3 separate regions of the Mus musculus genome follow, and regions 2 and 3 are each linked to region 1. Evidence: chromatin contacts called from public HiChIP or PLAC-seq data. All regions are on one chromosome and are shown on one strand. The core of a region is the stretch at or near the end of the contact, and the rest is flanking DNA. Distances in the headings are between cores, read along the strand shown.

The links. HiChIP or PLAC-seq counts read pairs in DNA pulled down with a chosen protein or histone mark.
Region 2: a contact with region 1 is called in an H3K27ac HiChIP or PLAC-seq map of bone marrow-derived dendritic cells, with 2.7 times the contacts expected there. The contact joins two enhancer-like sites. A contact is called at or near these places in 3 of 39 promoter capture datasets (the SN4741 cell line, cranial neural crest and embryonic stem cells), 5 of 484 Hi-C or Micro-C datasets (bone marrow-derived macrophages, embryonic stem cells, muscle stem cells and 1 more) and 2 of 115 datasets of contacts at active chromatin or transcription factors (bone marrow-derived dendritic cells and bone marrow-derived macrophages).
Region 3: a contact with region 1 is called in an H3K27ac HiChIP or PLAC-seq map of bone marrow-derived dendritic cells, with 3 times the contacts expected there. The contact joins two enhancer-like sites. A contact is called at or near these places in 7 of 484 Hi-C or Micro-C datasets (bone marrow-derived dendritic cells, bone marrow-derived macrophages, embryonic stem cells and 3 more) and 2 of 115 datasets of contacts at active chromatin or transcription factors (bone marrow-derived dendritic cells and embryonic stem cells).

What each region holds. Positions count from the first base shown.
Region 1 is chr13:99,208,461-99,213,556 of GRCm38.p6, reverse strand. All of the region lies in intron 1 of Zfp366 (zinc finger protein 366), which reads right to left. Among named protein-coding and RNA genes, the nearest start is that of Zfp366, 26 kb to the right of the region's middle. Within about 2 kb of position 2,311, at least 7 of the 459 cell types and tissues checked have an H3K27ac peak or open chromatin away from gene starts, as enhancers often do. A contact at or near this core is called in bone marrow-derived dendritic cells and muscle stem cells, where this site is marked.
Region 2 is chr13:99,321,575-99,326,670 of GRCm38.p6, reverse strand. Ptcd2 (pentatricopeptide repeat domain 2) reads left to right here. Exons shown (of 10, transcript NM_026873.2): 8 at 1-33; 9 at 4,997-5,096. Among named protein-coding and RNA genes, the nearest start is that of Ptcd2, 21 kb to the left of the region's middle. Within about 2 kb of position 2,865, at least 51 of the 459 cell types and tissues checked have an H3K27ac peak or open chromatin away from gene starts, as enhancers often do. A contact at or near this core is called in bone marrow-derived dendritic cells and muscle stem cells, where this site is marked.
Region 3 is chr13:99,303,836-99,308,931 of GRCm38.p6, reverse strand. No RefSeq gene overlaps it. Among named protein-coding and RNA genes, the nearest start is that of Ptcd2, 38 kb to the left of the region's middle. Within about 2 kb of position 2,616, at least 26 of the 459 cell types and tissues checked have an H3K27ac peak or open chromatin away from gene starts, as enhancers often do. A contact at or near this core is called in bone marrow-derived dendritic cells, where this site is marked.

The DNA of each region.
Region 1 (5,096 bases), core at 1,062-3,561:
AAAGGTTGACAAGGAGGAAGGGTTCTTTCTGCATGACTGTGACAATTCTGAAAGGTTGGGCTGTGGGATTCTGTGTTCTTTTCACTTCTCCCTCGGAAATCACCCCCGTGTGTGATGGGACTTCAGGATGAGGCATGCTCTTTACGTTGAGCAAGCATGTCCCACTGTGCCGAGGAGGCAAAGGGAGGCGGCTGGGCTTTTCAGCTCCCTAACTAGCTTTCCTTGCGATTTGTAAAGAGGTTGATTTTTCTTCAAATTTTTAAATACCCCCACCCCAACCCCAACAACAGCAAGACTTTGATTGATGGTCACACCTTTTAGAATCTTATCTTGTATTTTGAGAGAGGCAGCTGGCAGCCTTGACATTTAATTCTAACAGACTGCCTCTCTCGGTGCCCCTCCTCCAGATAGGATGCACGGACTACTGGGAAATATTCAGTGACACCCATGCAAATGTCTGCACAGCATGCTGAGGAATGGGACAGTATGCTGAGCTGATAGCGTTGAGATGTCTGATCTTAAGAAATCACACTGGTGATAGGGAAAGGTGACTATTTTAGCTGCAATGATATCTGCTGGGGGGACTTTAAAAACCCAAAAAGATTAGCTGTCAATCAGTGGCACTAATAATAGTTGTGATAGTTGTTGTCAGCTGGGGGTTAGTGCGTGCAAATCTCTTTACATGAGCCATCCAGTATACCTCTGTTTGCTTTCTTTCTTTCTTTCTTTCTTTCTTTCTTTCTTTCTTTCTTTCTTTCTTTCTTTCTTTCTTTCTTTCTTTCTCTCTCTCTTCTCCTTTTCTTTCTTCATCCCTTCCTTCCTTCCTTCCTTCCTTCCTTTCTTTCTTTCTTTCTCTCTCTTCTCCCTTTCTTTCTTCATCTCTCTCTTTCTCTCTCTCTCTCTCTCTCTCTCTCTCTCTCTCTCTCTCTCTCTCTCTCTCTCTCTCTCTCTCTCCCTCTCTCCAAGATCTTGCTACATAGCTCAGTTTAGCCTCCAACCCATCAGGTAGCCAAGGCTAGCTTGAACGTGTTCTGCCCATTGAGTGCTTGGATTATAGGTGTGAGTTAACACACTCAGCACATCCTTTTTACCCATGAGGAATCAGAGTCACTGTGAGTATAAATGATCTGTTGGAGATCATCTAGCCTGGCAGTAATAGGTCTTTTCTAGAGGCCAGCAAATTTTACTACGAACGAACAAATGATAAATATCTTTTGCCTTTATAAGACACACAATCTCTGTTGCAGCTGATCAAAATTGCCGTTGAAAAGGAAGAAGAGAGCAGCCAGAGTGATCAGTAAACAAATGGGAGTGTCTGTGTTCTAATAAAACTTTATTTATAAAAACAGGTAGTAATCTGGACTTGTCCTGAGGGCTGTAACTTGCTGACTTCTTTCTGATTTGAATCTGGACACCAAGCTCTCTTTGCACACTTCTGAAATCTTTCCTTTCAATGGGGATCTCTTATGTCTGTATGTGAACTGTTGTGAGCAGTCACAGGGCTCAGAACACAACGTCTACTGGGTAAATAACTGAGCTCTTTCAAGTGAGTCTTACTTCTTCACACATCAGGGCACAAGGTGTGGGTACAGAACCACACAAGGACCCATCCAAGGACTGAGGAAAGCTTCCGGGTTATCCTGGGAACTGCGTGCAGTACCCACTGGGTGCTAGATTCCATCTCTACAGAACGGCTTCTCCCTGAGTTCCCAGGTAGCATTCAAAACTGCACAACACCAACATAAGTCAATATAAGAATTGAGGGAAGTGAAATATTGCAAAACGGAGGCCTCGGATGAATCCTGCAAGAGAGGCACCACTGTTCCATTCCGTGGAAGAGAGATAAAACTACAGAGTAGAAGCTACCTGCCTGAGGTCAGAGTTCACACGGTTGAACCCCGAGCTTGCCGAGTGGCGTCCTTTAGGTCATACAGGCTCTTTCTAACAGTCTGCTCACCTTGCCTCATGTCAGTCACCACCACATGAGCTCAGAAAGTCAGTTAAAGTTCTAAGTCTCTTTCTTTTTGCCCTCTACAAAGAACAGGAAACACCGAGTGCCCTATGCCCTTTCCATGGGAACAAAGTCTGGCATGCAAAAGATCTTTATAAGGGGGAAACTTCATGCACTTGTTAAGTAGGGACCTGCTGGAGGAGGGGGGATTGGCCTAGGACCCTGGCCAGCCTTTGCTTCCTCATTACGTTGCTAGCCCCACAAAGGATTTACCCACTCACCCCAAGAAATCCCAGCTCTGAATCACTCAGTCTGGGGAGAAGTTGTCCCTCTAAAATCATCCAGATGCTCTGGCCTTGATAAAGGTTAGAGGACAGTCATTCAGTCTCTAGTCACCTGACGCTTTAAATCATGAAGTACACATGCACTCCTCACAGGAGTCGCCATCACAACTTCCCTCAGAGGCCACTTCTCACTCCCATTCTTCCTGTTTCAGAGGGGCCCCTCCTCCTCGGGATGAGTGGACCATGAACCTCTTCTCCCAAACCCACTGCCTGCCCAGTTGTTTGAATGACAGTGACAGGTGATGGAACACTGTACCAGCTTTGTCCACCTCAGACTCTCTACTCACTAGAAAACAGAGCACTGGGGTCTTTGTCTCAAGCCTACAAAATAGGAACTAGAAAATTGGATAGAATGAATACATAAAAAAAAAAAAAACACATATACCCCCCGAATCACATAAAATTAGAAAGAGAATAGCCGATGAAAAGATGTTTACATCATTTGACAAATGTCGTAATTCATCACGACATTGTGTGAATGTTATGGTCAGGGAAGGACCTTCTGTTAGTTCTAAAGGATTATATTGTCCGCTGACATTGTAGCCATAGAGGCTTAGGAGTATAGTCTGTGATGGATGCAGATGATGAAACTGACAAGCAACATCTTTCTCAGAAAATATTCCCACCGTTAAGGGACATATGAGAGTAATATACAACATCTAAAAATGCAGAAATTAATTACAAACATAACTAAAGTCGAAATCGGATAAAATGAATCCAATGGCAAGACAATAGAATGGTATCAATGATTTGTTAAAACAAAAAACAACAAACAAAAAACAAAACCTTTCAAATCAGATCTAGTGGTACCAACCTACAGTCCTATTGGCTCAAAAAAAACTGACAAACAAGATGGAAACCTCAATGCCTGGCTAGCCTACCGAGCAAGTTCAAGGCCTGGCTGGGGCTGCAGCTCGGAGACAGCGAGCTTAGGTTGGATCCCCAGCATCGGAAACAATAACAAAACATTAAACTCTTAACACACAGACACACAGACACACAGACACACACACACACACACACAGGGAAAATGAAGGATTCTGGGAGGAAGATACTATCAGTTCCATGGACTGACTTGTTTTGTACAATGTATGGAACTTCGTAGAGTCTTCTCTAAGGTAGAGCCACCCAGAGTGAATCCACCATGCATCCGAATCTTTGCTAGGGGAGTGGCACTCTGTAAAAGCAGATTAAAACCAACCACAAAGAACAAGTCAGTGCAAAGACGTGAAGCAGCTGGGTCTGGACTGGGACGGAAGTACGTGAAAACTGACCAGGGGTGACAATCCAGAGACACCTGTTTTGTAAGCCTAAATATACATAAGGCTTCTAGTTTGTCCTGAATTAAGAGTATTTCCTTGGAAGTTTTGGCTAAAGAGAGAGTTCTTTTAGAAATGGGATCCTACCAGCCATTTGTTTTCTATTTCTTGACATCTTTTAATTTAAGTGGTTGAGACTAATTCTCAAGAAAATTGTATTAATTTCTACCAATATCTCCAACCCCTCTGCAGGATAGTTCTACTAGATTGTTAGCTGTCTTTGGATTTCTTATGAAAGCAGTCCATCTGTGGTGGAAGTGGTAGGCATAGCTATAGGCCCAACAATTGGGAGCTTAGGGTTCGGGCTGTACTGAGTGAGATTCCATGCCAACCAAGACAGAGCACTCACAAGAAAACAAAAACGAATAGCCGTGCCTCTGTGAGGCTGAGGCAGGAGGGTAGCTATGAGTTCAAGGCCAGCATGGAGAAAGAAAGAAAGAAAGAGAGAGAGAGAGAGAGAGAGAGAGAGAGAGAGAGAGAGAGAGAGAGAGGAGGAAGAAGAAGAAGAAGAAGAAGAAGAAGAAGAAGAAGAAGAAGAAGAAGAAGAAGAAGAAGAAGAAGAAGAAGAAGAAAGGAAGGAGGGAAGAAGAAAGGAAGGAGGAAAGAAGAAAGGAAGGAAGAAGAAAGGAAGGAAGGAAATGAAAGAAAGAAGAGAAAGAAGGAAAGGAGATGCAGAGGTATTCCTGTGGAGGTATTTTTAATAATAAAATATCAGATTCCTAGTTTACAGCATTTTCTGAAACTTCTGATATTCTCATTGTGAATAGCTATTTATCAATGAGAAATTCAATATGAATGTAGACGTCCAGGGAGGATTGAGCAAACCAAATTTTACAGTGACTGTTCCCTGGGGCAGTCTACCCTTGAAGAAACAGGCTATGAGCTAATTAATAGCTTGTGGGCATCATGGGAAGAACTGATATATAGGAAATAGAAGGGAGAACCACAATACAGGCATCCTAAAACCGACAGGTAACTCAGCTCTCTGGGTGTAAGAAAGCTGCTGGCAAAAACCAAACCAAAGCAAACAAAACAAAAAAAAAAAAACAAAGGACAACAAAAATAGCAGAGCTGTATCACAGAGATAGTCTTCCCCCTCCCAGAGTGATGGCAAACAGGAAAGGCAGAAATGCAGTTGAGATATGCCAGCTATTGATCATGACATATTAAACCCAAGAATGTGTTGGCAATGGCATTTGATTATGACAAAGAATTCCACATAATTTGCTTTTAATGACTTTTAAATAATATAAATCCATTACCACTGTAAAATTTTATCCTGAAGAAGAAAATTAAAATAATCAATAATCTCAAAATAGTGATGTTAATATTTTGGTTCGTTCCTTTTACTATGCATGGATTTTTATTTTCCTGATGGCACTATGTAATCTAAATCTCTATGCAGTATACAGATCAATGTACAAAATAAACAACTTCACTCGTAAAGCTCTGTTCATTATCATCTCCTCAGACTAGATTCTT
Region 2 (5,096 bases), core at 1,616-4,115, 110 kb before region 1:
AATCCAGAAAGCATAGTGTGTATTAACTTAAATGTAAGTGATTTCCTTATAGTTGGTGAGTTGAGATGTGGTCAAATACCTACTGTTTTTGTCTGTGCAGTGACCTGATTGCCCAGTGTCGTCATTCTGGTCAGAACAATAGTCGTTTACCAAGCTCCATTCTGGGAAGAACCACTCCTGTGACAGAAGTCATCACCACAGGGCTTCCAGGAGTTTATGAAGGGTGTGTGTGTGAGTGCATGTGTGTTTGTGTGTGTGTGCCTGTGTTTGTGTGTGTGTGTGTGTTTGTGTGTATGTGTGCCTGTGTTTGTGTGTATGTGTGTGTGTGCGTGTGTGCGTGTGCCTGTGTTTGTGTGTGTGTGTGTGCGTGCGTGTGTGTGTGTGTGCGTGCGTGTGTGTGTGTATGTGTGCCTGTGTTTGTGTGTATGTGTGTGTGTGCGTGTGTGCGTGTGCGTGTGTGTGCGCGTGTGTGTGTGTGTGTGTGTGTGCGTGTGTGTGTGTGCGTGCGTGTGTGCGCGCGTTGAACGTGTGAGACACATGTGAGAAGGCTGTAGATTAAGAAGGCATGGCTGGACCTACACAGTTCTTTCCCAGGCCCTGGATGAAGCCTGTGCTAATTGCATCCCGTCTGTGACAGCTAACTCGTGGCACGCCTGTGACTGGTATGCTAGTTTGCTTGCTGTGCAGTCAGTAGGCATGGAGGAGACATTATCTATTTAATTCCTGTCACACTATCAGCCTGATGAGGGACATCTACCCAGTGGCTTATCTGGGCTTCTGTGCCACCTGTGTGGGGCCTTATTAGGGACTGTACTCATCCAGCAAAGACATGAAACATTTGAGCAGGAAATGACAATTTTTCTCCCAGAACTCTGGGAGCAAACTGTCACTATCCCTGGTTTTAGAACAGGGAATCAACTAAGGCATTTTGAGCCACTGGAAATGAGGACTGCTTTGCCATTACAGAGAGTGCATCCTCCAGCCGGCCGGCCCAGTTGATCCTTGCCTGAGTGTTGAGTACGTGTGTGCTGTGCGGAGTTGTGTAAGGCAAGCTCCCGACTTTTTCTTGTTTTATTTCTTCTCTGTGTGCATCATGTGTATTCCCAGTGCCTGCAGAGGTCAGCCAGCAGGGCATGTTTCAGTCTGAACCCCAGAGGCCTCCTTCACTCTCTCCAGCTCCTGGGGCTCCACTTCAGCTCCGCAGCCAGCCTGTCTCCAGGCACCCACTGCATGGCTGTAGCTGGCACAGATCGCCCGGGAGCCTCCCTGTTTGTTTCTAGTCTGAGAGTGTATTCTTCAGCCTAGCCCCTGGATTGCTTTAGGAGACCGCAGATGTTGAGAGTTGGAACTTGAAGAGTTTGAGATGGCTCATTGATTAAGCACACTTGTAGCTCTATCATGGGCTCCACATTTGACTCCTAGTACCCCCAGGGTAGCTCCAGCTCTAGGGGGATCCGATGTCCTCTTCTGACCTGTGTCGCCAGGTTCCCACAGTTAAGTAGACAGCAGACTGTAAAGCCCAGGGTCTTTCACTTCTCCAGAAAGGTGAGACTATGAAACTAGGAAGGCTGTGTCTGTCATCCGGGCCTGGGACTCACTCACTACATCTGGCAGTCGTGGAAAGATCATGGGACTGACTAGCATGATCCGCTACAGGTGGCCCATTCTGTGGGTTTCAGCTGCTGTTCATACCTGTCTCTTGCAGTTGTTAACAAAAACATAGTAATTAACTTTTTCACAGTCAGACAGTGTTTTGGTAGGAATATACCTTAAGCCTGCTGAGAGGGAGAAGAAATGTCTTAGTTAGGGTTTTACTGCTGTAAACAGACACCATGACCAAGGCAAGTCTTATAAAGGATAACATTTAGCTAGCGCTGGCTTACAGGTTCAGAGGTTCAGTCCATTATCATCAAGGCAAGAACATGGCAGCATCCAGGCAGGCATGGTGCAGGAGGAGCTGAGAGTTCTACATCTTCATCTAAAGGCTGCTAGGAGAATACTGGCTTCCAGGCAGCTAGGATGAGGGTCTTAAAGCCCACACCCACAATGACACACCCACTCCAACAAGGCCACACCTCCTAATAGTGCCACTCCCTGGGCCGAGCATACACAAACCATCACAAAAGTCAAGCCTTGGGTTGGAGTCTGCACATGCAAAGCAGCATCTGCCCTCTGATGTGGAGGAAAGCCGCCGGCCGGCGTGGGAGTAGCATCGGCAGCATGGGAGTAGCATCGGCATGTGTGGTTAAGGACCACACATAAGGAACTTGAATTGATGTAAACTTCCATCTATCCTCTGTGTGAATGCAGTCAAGGAATTCTCTACTCTCGGGAAGCTTTATTAAAACGCTCTTAATCTTTAAGAAATCCCACTTGGAAACTCCAGATGTCCAATCTGAGTTCCTCATGTTGCATTATAAACCTGCTTCACCATCCTCCTGGGTTGATAAGGAAGAGACAGCTGACATTCACTGGGGAGGCTTGGCTTGCTCTTTTGAATGACAAACTGGCCTCAGCTTTCCCAAGGTTGTCACCTCCTTGGAATCTGTAAACAGTTTGTTAGCCTGACAAAAGGCTGTCCAGAGAGAGCGCAGTCAGTATCAGCAAATACAGATGGGGGCTCTCTTTTGTTTGGTCTGTTTTAAAAATGGGTGTGTTATATTACAATATGTTGCTTCTAATCCCTGAATTAGAGTTTGAACTTACATAACCCACCCACCCCCAACAGAATTTTATATCTGACTTGCATCTGCTGCCTCTATGACCCAGAGGGCCTGGTTCCTTATTTTCCCAGCTGGTACTTGCCACATCCTGCATTAATTTAGCCTATGATCTCATCGGGACACACGCATGTTCACTCCCCTGTCAGTCTCAAGAGAACCACAGGCCTTCTGAGCAATGCCACTTGACATCACAGATGAGTTCCCACTGCAGATACATCTGAAAGCCGCGAGGCCAGGGTGGGGCACTCTGTGATTGCATTTGGATATCTATCATCTCTCCAGAAAGCTGGCACACGACTTTAGAGACTCATTTGGAAGACAGTTTACCTTGCAGAGGTGCTGACAAGTGGCTAGCCTGCCCACTGCACTCGTGTGTGTGCTAAGACAGGTTAGGCCTTTAATACCGTGAAGTTCTTGGGGACCAAAATAGCCCTCCCCCGATGAGCTGCTTGGCTTGAGGTTTGCTTCTGTCTCTCAGGAGTCTGTTTATTGGAGGCTTGACCCTTACTGTGGTGGGAATGAGGTAGGAGACCTCTAAGAGGCAGCGCCTACATGAGGCTCCCTCCTTATGTGAGGAGCGGTTGGCAGTTAATGGTGTTTGGAAGAGGCAGAGGCTCTTCTCTTGAGGAAGTGTAGCCAGTGACATATTATATAAGCCACATACTTGTAGAAAGGCGTGTTGGGAAGAGGCAGGGTTCCAGAGGGAGTGGTAGGGGAGAAGGGAATGGAAGGCTCGACGTGGCCAAGAGTCATTATATACATGTGTGAGATATTTAGAGGGTGGCACCGAGGTCACAGGGGTGTGCTCTCAGGAGGGAGGAAGCCTTGCCAGGCCCCACCATCTGCCCTATACGGGCTTGAACACCTTCCCGAGCCGAGCTCAGGCTAGCTCCATGGCCTGCACCTCCAGCACCTTCCCGAGCCGAGCTCAGGCTAGCTCCATGGCCTGAACCTCCAGCACCTTCCCGAGCCGAGCTCAGGCTAGCTCCATGGCCTGCACCTCCAGCACCTTCCCGAGCCGAGCTCAGGCTAGCTCCATGGCCTGCACTCCAGCACCTTCCCGAGCCGAGCTCAGGCTAGCTCCATGGCCTGCACCTCCAGCACCTTCCCGAGCCGAGCTCAGGCTAGCTCCATGGCCTGCACTCCAGCACCTTCCCGAGCCGAGCTCAGGCTAGCTCCATGGCCTGCACCTCCAGCACCTTCCCGAGCCGAGCTCAGACTAGCTCCATGGCCTGCACCTCCAGCACCTTCCCGAGCCGAGCTCAGGCTAGCTCCATGGCCTGCACCTCCAGCACTTGGAGTGAATGAGCTTCCCCCCTTCTGAAGCATCGGTTCTGTTACGACAGTAAAGATGCAAATATCCCAGCACACAGGCAAGACTGAAGAAGGGGGAAACAAAATGGCTAGTGTAGGGTGGAAGGGTAACACTGCCTCTCACAAGGACCCCGGCTTCAAAAGCGGTTATTCCTTTTGCTTTAATAATTTCATCAAGTCCAAGAAATTGCCAGGTTTTTATTTTAATGTACACATCAGTCATATAAAACAACATGGTTTATTTCCATGATTAATTGCTATGCATTCATTCAATATGATGTTTTTTTCCAATTATTTCTTGTGTTACACATTATTTAGTAGCTGACAAAGGAAAGATCCAATTTTACAGAAAATACATTTTGAAGATAACATCAAATTATAAACAGTGATTAACATTGGTTGATGAATTCTCAGTTATTCTCATTTTTAAAACCTTTTCTCCTGTGTCTCACATTGTCCTAGTGAGTACTGATAATTACAGGTGAAATGAGCCTTGCTTTTCCATGTGCTGTGTGTGTCGGGCTGATAGGAATTCGTTAGCAATGTCATTTTGAAAACTTGGTGCCTAGTTTTGAAGGGTCTTTAATGGGTACAGTGTAAGTAGGCTTCACTGAGACATCAGCCAGGGTTTAAAGTTGGGGTATTTATTTTGTTTTCTTGTGTGTGTGTGTGTGTGTGTGTGTGTGTGTGTGTGTGTGTGTTTTCTTTTGTGGAATTCAGGAATCAAACTCAAGACTGGTGTATGAAGCACCTCTGATATGAGCTTCCTCTCTAGTCCCACTATGGCGATGTCATTATCTATATTAAAGTACATTTTGGCTGATGAGTGTACATGCAAAGCACTTAAAAAACATGTATATGCTAACGAATTAGGGAATAGTATTTAAAAGGGGTGCCTGTCAGCTCAGGCGTACCTCAGCATTGAAATGCCAGCTCAGTCTTCTCTGGTTTTTATTCAGATCTTGATCCACATCCAGTCAAATATGTTGGAAAGCCTGTTAAAGATCTTAGAGGACTCTCTTGACACAAATTTATCGAAATTTGTAAGAAGACACACAT
Region 3 (5,096 bases), core at 1,367-3,866, 95 kb before region 1:
AGTTCTGGCTTTTGACTGGTCTTGGGTCACAAAAGCTATGGGATGAGGGAGCTGGTTGACCAAATTAGGGCTTTCCTATTCTCAGATGTGTAGCAGTAACTAAAGTAGATATTTGCAGCCACAGAACCCCTCTGACTCCTTACCTGACCCAGGAGTGATGAGACGACCCTCTTAGTGTATGTGCCACAGCAGTCAAACTTTCCGGGACAGTCAGAAAGCACTGAATCACATCTCTTGTTGTTATGTAACTGTGGCAGGCATGTAGGTAATTTCTCCACATGGTAGGGCAATTCTGATCTCAACAGCTCATTTTGGAGTGCCCCTGCGTCCCCTGACCACACACAACAGCTGTCAAAGTTCCCAGACTAGTGTGACTGAGTTCACCATCCTAAACCTTTCACATCCCCAAACGAGTGGAGATGGCGGTGTTTTCACAGGAGCCAACCTTTGAGCAGCGATTCAGAGGAAGCCTTGCCTGTGGGCCCTCCACAGCCCGGACCGAGATTCAGAACTTGGTAGATGGGCACAAAGGGTTTGGGCTCTGAGTCCCCAAGGGGGTTGGATTTCCAAAACGAAAACCATGTCTCCTCCTTTTCCCCACACACCTTCGCTATCTCTCCTCCCAGCCCTACCCGCCCACCTCTGTCTGCTACTGCTTCTAGAATGTTCTAGTCCTCCACAATTGCTTTCATTCTTGACTTCTGTCCCTGACATGCTTTATTCCTGTCAGAACTAGAAAGCTTGGACCCATTCCAAACAATTTCAGCTTTTGCAGATAACCTTGAATTCTCCGAGCCCCGAGTAACCAGAGATTTTACAGCCCCATGACAGAGTCACCACATAGGAATTTACAAGTTCCCTGGGAAGAGACATAGCTCAGTGTTGTGCTCAATGATACTGCTTTGTTTTGGAAGAAAAAAAAATGAGTGTCTCAGTATGGGTACTATAAACCATGTCCCTTCATTACCCTAGTGAGAGAACTCCATGTTCCCTGGGGGCTCTTCTTCTGTAAGATTGGCACAAGACTTCCTTTCCTTGTCCAAGAAGCTCAAACTTCCTACTGCTTACTCTTTCCTCCAAGGAGTTTAAACACCAATAACCCTTATTTCTGCTATGGTTGGTCTACCCTGGATTTTAACACTCTAAGACATGCGAATGCGTACACGAGATCCTACCTGGACCTCCATGGGTTTGAACTAGTTACCACTAGCACAACGTAGAGAGTTAATTTTGACCAAGCCAGTTCTGTTCTCTGTTACTATTTCCTATAACTCCTACGTAAAACTCCAGCAAGTCCAGCTATGTCAGGGCGAAGAGGAAGACATGGTGACCTCAAGCATCAGGTGGTTCCAGTCCTCAGGACTAAGGCGTTAACAACAGGTCCTCACACACATGCAGCACTAGAGTGCTCTGACTTGCTAGTCAAGCATGTATGTCCACACAGTCCTTGGACACACGAACTTTATATAAATCCATGGATAATGAGTCTAATGGCCCAGGCTTCAAGCACTGAGGATGCTAGGAGTTGATTTTAAAACTGGGCTGAGGAAGTTCTGAGTAACACGTATCCTCGGAGTCTTTAAATGGAATTGGATACTATAACCACTTACCCCTGCTCCACTCAGGGTTTTGTCATCACTGCCATTGCACTCGTTTGAAAAGGTGGCCCACACCTTTAATCCCAGCACTCGGGAGGCAGAGGCAGGTGAATTTCTGAGTTCGAGGCCAGCCTGGTCTACAAAGTGAATTCCAGGACAGCCAGGGCTATACAGAGAAACCCTGTCTCGGGAAAAAAAGAGAGAGACAGAGAGAGACAGAGAGAGAGAGAGAGAGAGAGACAGAGACAGAGACAGAGACAGAGACAGAGACAGAGACAGAAACAGAGAGAGAAAAGGTTCTATAGTGCTTGCTTCTAGTGCAGTGATGTGCACACCAAGGCTAGCGGTGTCCATGCGGAGGTTAGCGAAGCTAACCAATTCACATGTCTCTCTCAGTGTTACTACTATTTCATTGGATGGAGGTTAACTTGTGCACAAAAGATACCCCCCCATACCACCGTGGGTTTGTCAAAGTTATAAGTTGGGTTTATTAAAATATGTCAAGGAAGAAAGGCTCCACATTTTTGCCTTCGACAGAAAGGCACACAAGTCTGTCACCATTTTGATTTACTACTTTGCAGCTAAGTAATTACTGACCTCCTCGGGGTCTCAAGATTAAAAATCCTTCATCTTCTCACCAAGAAACCTGGCGGGCTCCCCTCCAAACTTCATATTTAATCTCTAGTGACAGAAATATATGTTTCCAAGCCAGTACTGTTCTTGTTCTTGGTGTACCACAGCCAAACCATTCCAGTAGCCTCAGTAGCTGCGAAATGCACAGAGAAAAATGGAATTTGCTTCTTTGGTTCATGCTTGCACAAATGCACAAGTAGTGTCGCTGCCGCCTGCAACTTCTTACAATTCCTTGGTCATTTTACGCTGGAAAGAAAAAGGAGAACTAGAAGGTAAAGTCCTAGGAACTTCTCCTTTATCTTAATCATCTCTCTTCTCACACTCGAGCGACAGGAACAGAGAGCAGAGATGGGAATAGTGTGATTGATACAGATACAACATCACAGTGGCGGTTAAGACTTTCAGGGGAAATTTAGACCACAGCCTCGGCTTCTCAGTACTCGCTACCCTTCAGAGTAGTTCTGTTTTTAAAAATCAAAACTCAATTTCAGGGGGCTGGGGAGATTTAGGTAAAGGACTTCTGTGCAAGCACTAGGAGGACTCGAGTTTGATTCCCAGATCCTATGTAAGAAAACGGAAAGTTGGGGCCCTTGCTTGTAATCCCAGGACTGGGAGACAAAAACAGGCAGATCCATAGGTCCATTAGGCCTCAACTCAGCCTGCTTGGCAAGTTTATTGCCAGTGAGAGACGATCAGATAAACAAGGTGGATTGTATTCTAAGGAATATATAGCCCTAGATGACCTCAGACCTCCATGAACATATGTATACATACACCAGTACACACATGCACTCATACTCACACACACACACACACACACACACACACACACACACACACACACACCACACACCACACACACACACATACACACACACACACACACACACACACACACACACACACACACACCCCACACATGTTCTCCCAAAACACAGTTTTAGAAGCTTCTGGCAGGATTTATTACAAGAAATTGTAACCATTTCTGGTTGTTGTTGTTTTCTCAAGACAGGGTATCTCTGTGTAGCCCTGGCTGTCCTGGAACTCTCTCTGTTAGACCAGGTTGACCTGGAACTCAGAGATCCACCTGTCTCTACCACCTGAGTGCTGAAATTAAAGGCAAGCACTACCACCCCTTGTAATTACCATCATGTCTCTTAATCAAAGGTGCTGCCATGCAGCAGAGTTCTGTTTCTAACACAGAGAATTGGCAATTCCAAGCTCATGAGTGTTACAGAGAAAAAGATACTTGGAAAGACTTGGAACAGTCTTGGGAGTATGAAGCCAATTGTGAAGTGTTCTCTGAGATTCAAAGAGCCTCTAGAAGGTTCCACCCAACAGCTTACTGAAACATGCCAAGGCCCAAAGCCAAACACTGGACAGAGCTCGGGAGTCTTGTGGAAGAGTTGGAGGGAGGATTGAAGGACCTGGAGGAGATAGGAACTCATCAGGAAGACCACCATAATCAACTGGCCTGGATCCTTGAGGGCTCCCAGAGTGTCAACCATAAACCTAAGAGCATATACAGGCTGGAATTATGCCCTCCACACATATGCAGCAGATGTGCAGCTTGGTCTTCAACTGGAGCGGGGGCTGTCCCTAAATCTGTTGCCTGCCCGTGGATCCCATTCCCCTAACTGAGCAGCCTTGTCTGGCATCAGTGGGAGTGGATATACCTAGTCCTGGTGACTTCCTAACTGGGCCACCCCTTGGTGGCCTCTTTCCTAGAGGTCCTTCAGTACTATACCAGAGCTTCATTCTCTCATACAGTGTCTTGATGTGTAAGGGTGGAGTGATACCCAGGGGTGTCTGCCCTTCTCAGAGAACAAAGGAAGGGGAGAATGGGGGAGGAACTGGGTGAGGGGGGACCAAGAGGAGGCAGGGGCTTCAATTGGGCTTTAAAATGAATAAATAAATTAATGAAAAAAAAAGAGGTCATCTAGAGTTGCATGTCTAAACCACCTTTAGCTTTTCCTAGTCCAACCCGTGTGACACCTGTCTCTAGACTAATCTTTTAATCCAAACAGCTGCCTCAGAGACGTCACTCGTCACTCGTGCCTCGCCTTCTGTGACTTTGCATGACCTCCAAATATGTCAGTGACACTTTAGCCCGTCCTTTCTATTGGGCAAGAATCTGGCTGTGTGTCCTCACTGAGAATCTGGTCCCTCGGTAGCCACTGTTTGCTTGTCTCTACACCCTGGCTTGATCCATTCGCCATTTGGGGCGGGGCCGGGCTGTTTTCTTTCTTTGAAGCTGCCCAGTCAATGCACAGAATGGGGTAGGGAGTTAGGCAGATCTAAGCTCATTTCCGGCTTTTCTCTCCACCCTTTGCAGGCTGCAGCCTAATCATGTTCTTCATCTGTGCAGCAAGACTCTCAGGCCAGACTGAGGCTTAGGGAGCTCTAAACCCCTCTTCTGTTTCTTGATAACTTCCTTGTACCCATTGAAGATCCTAAGCCAACAAGCCTCTATGGGACCTTAGGACAGGGTTTCTATGGGAAAACGAAGTTCTGGTATGGTACTGAAGGACCTCTGGGAAAGATGCCACCAAGGGGTGGCCCAGTTAGGAAGTCACCAGACCTTGGAGAAAGCCCAGAGGCCAGGATACATAGATTCACTCCCTTCCAGAATCATGCTGAAATTTCAGAGTGAGAGGGTGGAATCCAATATAGATTCTTGGAAAAGTGCCAACGGCCTCGCAGATGGGAGCAGCGTGGCTGGGACTCACAGTTAAATAAAGAGTTTCTGAATAACATATTTGTATAAATCAGGAGAAGTTTTCCCGAAAATGCCAATTAAGAAATTCAGTTCCAGAAGATTAAAACAAAACAAACCAAACAACCAAATGCTTTGGACATAAAATG